2 separate regions of the Ovis aries genome follow, and region 1 is linked to region 2. Evidence: chromatin contacts called from public Hi-C data. All regions are on one chromosome and are shown on one strand. Each heading gives the region's core, a stretch centred on a gene start, on an enhancer-like site or on the middle of the called end of the contact. The rest is flanking DNA. Distances are from core to core; before and after follow the strand shown. Region 1 has its middle 48 kb from the start of GTF3A. Region 2 holds the start of URAD (ureidoimidazoline (2-oxo-4-hydroxy-4-carboxy-5-) decarboxylase).

Region 1 (4,109 bases), core at 912-3,411, 480 kb before region 2:
ACACCATAAGACACAGCATCACTCCACGCCCCGAGTTTAGATCAGGCAACAGCTTTACTTCACCTTTTTATTGTAGTAAAACCACATAGCATAAAGTTTACCACTGCAACCGATTTTAAGCGTCCAGCTCAGGGGCACTGACCACCTTCACACTGTTGTTACCGCTGTCCACATCCAGAACATTCCCATCTTCCCCGCGTGAAATCTGCTTCTATTAAAGGCTCACTCCTCATGCCCCTCTCTACCCCTGGCACCCACCCTTCCATCCTCCATTTCCATGAATTTGCCTGCTCCGGGTACCTCCTGTAAGAGAAATCACACCATATTTGCCCATGACAACAGCCTTATTCTTTCTGCTGCAGGTGGGAATAAAGGCTCAGGTTCACCTCAGACAAAGCTCCTCACGGAGAAGAGCTCAAGAACCTCAGTAAGAGAGGTTGCAGGCATCTCCATCATCCTGACAGCAGAGTCCCAAGGGCAGCCTTAGGTGATGCAGGTTGTGTTGCCACGGCAATTCTGCCCAACTCCTGTGGCCCATGGGAAGAAGGCAGCGGGGGTTACTCTGGAGCCCCTCGGTCACTGTCCTCTAGAGGGCCCCCTGCGTATCCTTAGACTCATCATGCCCTCGCTGAGCCTTGAAGGTGACCTTCTCTCTGCCCCAGTACTCGGCTGATTCCTTCGGGGTCAGGTGCCTCTGTCCCCCGAGAATATTTTCCTGCATCAGGGACCCATCCTGTGAGCTCGCACGCCGTCCCAGCGTTATGGCTGTGGAATCTCTTACTGTAATTAATTGTCCCCTTGCCAGTCACTGTCCCTCCACAGACCATCTCAGCGCAGGGACCACATTCTCCCTGCTAGGTTGCTGGAGCCTGGCAGCGACAGAGGCCGAGGTCTGAGACATGCAAAGGCTGAGGAAGGGCGTGTGCTCAGGGGAAGACGATCCACAGGGAGTGAGGGGGGTCAGGCAGGGGGGACGCTGAACAGAAATGTAATGTAGCCTCAGCCTGATCCTGGGCGAGGTCTGCAATGTGAACAGAACAGCGAAGCTGTTCCACATGCAACAAGGGGGCCAGGATTTTTGTACCTAGGCAAGTCAGCAGGCAAGTCAGCAGGCAAGTCAGCAGGCAGACTCTGTCTGCAATGCCCAGGACTCGAGTTCGATCCCTGGGTCAGGCAGATCCCCTGGAGGAAGAAATGGCACCCCACTCCACTGTTCTTACCTGGAGAAACCCCACAGACAGAGGAGTCTGGTGGGCCACAGTCCATGGGGTCACAAAGAGTCGGACACGACTGAACTACTGAACAATGACCTCGAAGTCAGCAGGAGTAAACTTCCAGGCAATTTCAGGGCAAGTGGTGTCCTCAGGAGGCCAGGTCTCTGGAGAAGGTGTAGCTGTGTTAGCAGCAATGCTTTCACCAGGGGTGGTGGGGTCCTACCACACTGCGTGTTTGTCCCGTGAAAATTTTGAAGTTAACAGCACATCTGCCATCTAACATCCTCAATGTGCCAGGCACTGTGCTCTGCCTTTTACCGTCTCGGTCTGTCTCTAAGCAGCCCTCGGAGTATAAGTGGAGAGAGGGAAGATCCAGTGAAGCTAGATGATGCCTCCCGTTTGCCCAGACACCGGGAGGCAGGTAGATCAGCTTACCTGTACCCAGGGGGTGCGCACACGCAGTAACATTTGAGATGCAATCTCCCTGGCTCTTTGATCAACTTTTATTCAGGGTGGGAATTACTGTGTTATGTCCTTTCACCAGCTTGCTTTTCTGAGATTGGGCCTGGGCTAACCTGCTGGGTTGCTAAGCTGGTGGGAACATTTAAACATTTTAACCTGATCAGACCCCGCACCCTTTCACGTAGCCTTCCCTTCGCTTGGCAGCATCCTCAGTGAATTAGAAAGGTGTCCACCTTCCAGGTAAATTTCTTTTTCAGTCCTAGCCATTCAGTCTCCTTCCCCTGGGGAGCTTGGGGAAGGTGGGGGGGGGGGGCCCGTTCCCACTCAGCCCGTGGGAACACCATGCCAACAACCCTCGACGCTCTGCCGCGCAGGCCCCCGGCCACGGCCCTGTTTGTCCAAATTAGAGTCCGTTTACTCTGCAAACTGTGCTTGTGCTTGCGTCCACACTGAGCAGCTGCTGCCCTTGTTTGCACGGCTTGGTCAGCAGGCAGACAGCCGCCCCGGACAAGCCCGGCAAGCTTCCGGCCGGAGGGGGCCACAGGCACCCGGGCAGACGCCGCCCAGCTTCCCCGGAGCAGACGGCAGTGGCCTGGGCTCCACAATCCAAAATAGTGCACAAGAAATAAAACATTCATACAGAAGAACCCTGGAATATCCTCCAAGGGGCAGCCTCCCAGCTCTGGCTCCACCAGACACGCTCTTAAAAAAAAAAAAAAAGTTAAATAATTTTAATTGGAGGCTAATTACTTTAAAATATTGTGGGTTTTGCCATACATTGACATGAATTGATGCTTTTGAACTGCGGTGTTGGAGAAGACTCTTAAGAGTGCCTTGGACTGCAAGGAGATCCAACCAGTCCATCCAAAAGGAAATCAGTCCTGCATATTCATTGGAAGGACTGACGCTGAAGCTGAAACTCCAATACTTTGGCTGTCTGATGCAAAGAACTGACTCATTTGAGAAGACTCTGATGCTGGGAAAGATTGAAGGTGGAAGGAGAAGGGGACGACAGAGGATGAGATGGTTGGATGGCATCACCAACTCAAATGGACATGAGTCTGAGTAAACTCCAGGAGTTGGTGACGGACAGGGAGGCCTGGCGTGTTGCAGTCTATGGGGTCTCAAAGAGCCGGACACGACTGAGCAACTGAACTGAGGTGACTCAGCCGTGGATGTACATGTGTCCCCCATCCTGAACCCCCCTCCCGCCTCCCTCCCCATCCCATCCCTCAGGGTTGTCCCGGAGTATCGGCTTTGAGTGCCCTGTTTCATGCATCGAACTTGCACTGGTCATCTATTTTACGTACGGAAATACACATGCTTCAGTGTTTTCTCTCAAAACATCCCACCCTCATCTTCTCCCACAGAGTCCAAAAGTCTGTTCTTTATATGTGTGTCTCTTTTGCTGTCTCGCATCTAGGGTTGTCGTTACCATTTTTCTAAACTCATGTATATGCATTAATGCACTCTATTGGTGTCTCTCTTCCTGACTTACTTCACTCTGTATAATAGGCTCCAGTTTCATCCACCTCATTAGAACTGATTCAAATGCTTTCTTTTTAATGGCCCAGTAATATTCCATTGTGTATATGTACCACAGCTTTGTTATCCATTCATCTGCCAGTGGACATCTAGGTGGCTTCCATGTCCTAGCTATTGTAAACAGTGCTGCGATGAACACTGGGGTACACGTGTCTCTTTCAGTTCTGGTTTCCTCAGCGTGTATGCCCAGTGGTAGGATTGCTGGGTCGTATGGCAGTTCTATTTCCAGTTACGGAATCTCCACACTGTTCTCCATAGTGGCTGTACTAGTTTGCATTCTCACCAACAGTGTAAGAGGGTTCCCTTTTCTCCACACCCTCTCCTGCATTTATTGTTTGTAGACTTTTTGATGGCAGCCCTTCTGACCGGCGTGAGATGGTACCTCATTGTGGTTTTGATTTGCATTTCTCTGATAATGAGTGATCTTGAGCATCTTTTCATATGTTTGTTGGCCACATGTATGTCTTTTTTGGAGAAATGTCTGTTTAGTTCTTTGGCCCATTTTTTGACTGAGTCATTTATTTTTCTGGTATTGAGCTGAATGAACTGCTTGTATATTTTTGAGATTAATTCTTTGACCAGACCCCCTCTTTCTGAGCTTGGTTTGGCCTGGTGGTTCCTGAGGCAGCCTATGCAGCAAGATGGCAGGGTTTGTAGCCTGGTTCCCTTGAAAGTGGTTTAACCTCTCTGCGGCTCAGCTTGCTCCCCTGTAACGTGGGGCTGAAGTCCTGGTGGGAGGATGCTGTGAGCTAATGACAGAAAGTACTCAGAACAGCGTCCCACACGAAGTTGTTGTTGTTCAGTCACTAGGTGGTGTCCGACTCTGTGCGACCCCATGGACTGTAGCCAGCCAGGCTCCTCTGTCCACGGGATTTCCCAGGCAAGATT
Region 2 (4,148 bases), core at 45-2,544:
TCAGACTTTTGTCGTTCCCCCTCTACCTCACACCCACAGGGAGCTGCTGACCTGAGGGACTTTACTTTCCTCAGCCGCCTAGTCCAAACCGGCCCTTTCTGGTAAAACGTCAGCCATTCTCTCTTCCCCCCCAGGCTCCTCAGATAGTCTGATACGGAGCGGTCTCCTCTCTTGCATAAGGGACATTCCCAAAGCCAATGCAGGGCTGAGGTGGGGCGGGGCAGGGGGACACTAGCCTGACCTTTGGTCCCTGAGCAGCTTTGAGGCCAGAGGAGGTGGCTGCCTCCTCTTTCCTGGTAACCCCAGAGCTTTAATATTTAACAGCCAGTTTACCTGAGCCAATGAACCTTCTTTCACTCTACTGTCCACTTAACACTGCAAGGGTTTGACTCTCTTTTGCAAAAGTCTGAAGAAACTCACCAAGCCTTACAGCAAAAACAAGTAAATGTGTATACCCGGGATAAGCGACTAGGCTCAAACATCTCAAAACAGTTTGATAACAAAAAAGAAGTAGGCTCACAGATGAGAAAACTAGAGGTTACCAGTGGGGAGGGGAGGGGAGGCGGGAGGGGCATGATGGATGGGGGAGGGGAGGCTGAGACAATTGGGTCTAAGATCCGCTCGGGAATATATCATACAAGACTGAGACTACAGCCAATATTTTGTAATAACTAAATGGAAAGTAACCTTTAAAAATTGTGTTTAAAAATCCAAAACAGCCACAAGACCTCCCCTCCCCCCATTTTAAAAGAAATGTTTTTTGGCCACACTATGGCTTGTGGGACGAGTTTGAGTAAGCTCCAGGAGTTGGTGATGGACAGCGAAGGGGGTGTGCTGTAGTCCATGGGATCGCAAAGAGTCAGACATGACTGAGTGACTGAACTGAACTGAACTGAACTGATGGCTTGTGGGATCTTAGCTCCCCAATCAGGGTTCAAACCCAGGCCCTTCGCAGTGAAACCTGAGTCTTAACCACTGGACCACCAGGGAATTCCCTCCCCTATCTTTTTGATAAGCACACCTGAAATCCCTCCGTGGAGACTCTCAGTGTCCAACCCCAAAGCCTTACCTGACAATGGAAGACCATCAATAAAGGCAAAAAAGTGCTTCTCTAAATCTCCCAAGCCAGAGAACGGGCGCTTGGACCAAACTGCGGCTGCGATCAGAGGACATCTCTCGATGACGTTTCCGAACACATCCACAAATTCTCCGAAGCCCATGGAGTTGACCTTCTCAATGTCCATGGCGTGTGCTCCAGCGGCGGTGGCAGGACTGGGCTCTCCTCTGGGTGAGTGACTGACACGTCTCTGCTCGTCGAATTATATTTGCTGAATGCACAGGCTTGGTTTTTTTTTTTTTTTTTTTTTTTGCAACACCAGCTTGGCATGTTTTAAATGCCTCTGGGAAAAGCAGAGATCCAGAGTTCTTGTGCAATCAACAAACACAGGCTTAAGGTCTAATCCAGCGAGCAGAGATCTTGCAGAGGGGGAAACATGTCCAGCGAAACTCTTCCCACCATCCAAGCCGGCAGAGGCCATATTCAGCCTCAGCATTCAAGCCAGTTAGCCTTCTGGTGCCATTAACATTTTAGCCTGCCCGCTTACTGTATTTGTTTCATGACTGAAGAACTGACAGCAAAGAAGTCAAGGAACTTTGCTTTTCAAAGAGGGTAAGTCTGGTGCCAGAAGTACCATCATTACAGGCCATGTCTTCAAATACGGAGGAAGATAAATATGTATAGCAACACACACACACACACACACACACACAGAGCTTCCCTGGTAGCTCAGTTGGTAAAGAATCAACCCACAATGATACAGGAGATTGCCTGCAATGTAAGAGACACAGGTTCGATCCCTGGGTTGGGAAGCTTCCCTGGATATGGAAATGGCAACCCACTCCAGTATTCTTGCCTGGAGAATCCCACGGACAGAGGAGCCTGACAGGCTACGGTCCACGGGGTCGCAAAGGGTCAGAGGTGACTTAGTGACTAAACAACAATCATATGCATGTGTGTGTGTGTGTGTGTGTGTGTGTGGTGGGATGGCTAAGTTGTGTTCAACTCTTTGCAACCTCATAGACTGTAGCCTGACAGGCTCCTCTGTTTTATGACATTTCCCTTGCTCGAGTGGGTTGCCAACTCCTTCTCCAGGATCCTCCTGACCCAGGGATCGAACCCATGTCTCCTGCATTGGCAGGCGGGTTCTTTACCACTGAACCACCAGGGAAGCCGATATATATGATATGTATTGCCTATCATATACGTTGCATAGATATGTGAACACACACTGGATCCTGTATCATGTGTGAAGTTTTAGGCAGGCAGCCCAGTGTGGAGGGCCTGGTCCCAGGAGAGCTTGGATCCAGGCTCTGCCCCCTACTGGTTGGCATTCATCAAGTTATTAAACTTTTCTGAACTTCAGTTTCTTCGTCTGTAAAGTAGACATAATACAAGTATTTGCCTGATGGGATTTTTGCAAAGATAAAGCAAGTTAACTTAGCAGTGTTCCTGTTAACATCGCACTACAGAGGTGTCGGCTGATACAATGTTGACTGCACAAAGTCTGCAGAGGACCAGCCACAGAACTTCCTCTGCCGTCCCTTCTGCCACCAGAGCCAACACAGCCCTTTCCTGTCCCCGCAGGTTCCCTGCAGACAGCCTGACAGCCAGTGTGATCTCCCCCCGGCGCCCTCAAAGCTGACTGTCGGGAAGGGAGGGTAAGGTCTGTCCAGCAACCGCCCCCCCAGTCCCTTGCAACCGTCGAAAGTCTTATCTCCTTCCCAGTCCCCAGAGTGAGCAGAGGAGTGGGGAACTGAAGACGGAGCAGAAGGCAAAGGAGAAAGGGTTCCCCTCCCTATGCATGACCCTTACCTTCCTCCGCCTGTTATTCTGCACACAAAGGGTCCTTCCTCCCCACCAAGCCCCAGGCACTAGCAGCCTGGGCCTGGAGCCTGGCGGCTCTCAGCTCCTCTGAAGCAGTGGGAGAGATAGACATCTGAATTTGCAAGTGGAAACTTCTTAGCTCATGGAAATGCTGATATGCACAGTGGGATGGGCCTTGCATTTGGGGCAGAGACCAGGAGCCTAACCTTTTATTTGGTGTTATCTGTTGTATAACAATGGAACTCCAAACAGCCCACTAACATAGGAAGCCTTAAGGTTAAGGTATTAAACAGTCCTGGACAGTGAAGCAACCGACTTCCCAGGTGGTGCAGTGGTAAAGAATCCACCTGCCGATGCAGGAGATGTAGGAGACACAAGAGATCCCCTAGAGGAGCGCATGGCAACCCACTCAGTATCCTTGCCTGGAGAATCCCATGAACATAGGAGCCTGGCAAGCTATAGTCCATGGGGTCACAAACAGTTGGGCACGACTGAGCACAAAACCCACAAAAATCCAACCAGATTCCTAATATGGAACCTGGCCAGCCAGGCCACAGAAGGACCCTGGGCTCTGTTAATCCTGTCTGACTCCTCCAGTCAAATTGAAGAAATGTAAAGTGGCCAGAGGTCAGGCCATTCTCACCCTAGCAAAAAGTTAAGTTACTGAACTGTACAGTATACATAAGGGAATTGTATGTTATTTGAATTACATATCGATAAAGCAGTTATTTTCTTTTTAAATTTTACATTATTGATTTATTTTTCAAGATTTTTTAAATATGGACCATTTTAAAACACTTTATTAAATTTGTCACAGTATTTCTTCTGTTTTATGATTTGGTTTTCTTGGCCTCAAGACATGTATGATCTTTGCTCCCCAACCAGGGATTAAACGGGCAACCTCTGCATTGGCAAGTGAAGTCTTAACCACTGGACCATCAGGAGCATTCCAAAGATGTTATTTTCTAAACTTAATTTATAGAGAGATGTAGCTTCATAATTTCCATTTAACCTGTAAGATATGATTCTCATGTCCTGCGCTGAATGTATTCTTGTATCTGACTTTAGTATAATTTTTCTTTTAAGGTAAGAGACTTTTAGCAGTCCATGGAGAAAATTCTTAAACAGTCAAATTTTTCTTTCTTTCTTTTTTTTTTAGTTTAACTGTTTCAAGCATCTGTTCCCTTCAGTGACAACCCTTATGTTTTCTTGAGCAGAGCTTAGGGAGATGATTTTTTTTCTCTTCCAAAAATATTTTTTTGGA

Evidence for each region. A called contact is a pair of places that touch in the nucleus more often than the background predicts.
Region 1: a contact with region 2 is called in a Hi-C map of liver, with 7 times the contacts expected there. The contact joins the enhancer-like site here to the promoter of URAD in region 2. A contact is called at or near these places in 5 of 16 Hi-C or Micro-C datasets (hypothalamus, liver, muscle and 2 more).

What each region holds. Positions count from the first base shown.
Region 1 is chr10:32,822,318-32,826,426 of ARS-UI_Ramb_v3.0, reverse strand. No RefSeq gene overlaps it. Among named protein-coding and RNA genes, the nearest start is that of GTF3A, 48 kb to the right of the region's middle. Within about 2 kb of position 2,161, at least 2 of the 54 cell types and tissues checked have an H3K27ac peak or open chromatin away from gene starts, as enhancers often do. A contact at or near this core is called in liver, where this site is marked.
Region 2 is chr10:32,344,444-32,348,591 of ARS-UI_Ramb_v3.0, reverse strand. It overlaps URAD (ureidoimidazoline (2-oxo-4-hydroxy-4-carboxy-5-) decarboxylase), which reads right to left and starts at 1,294. Exons shown (of 2, transcript XM_015098158.4): 1 at 1,070-1,294. The coding sequence starts at 1,244.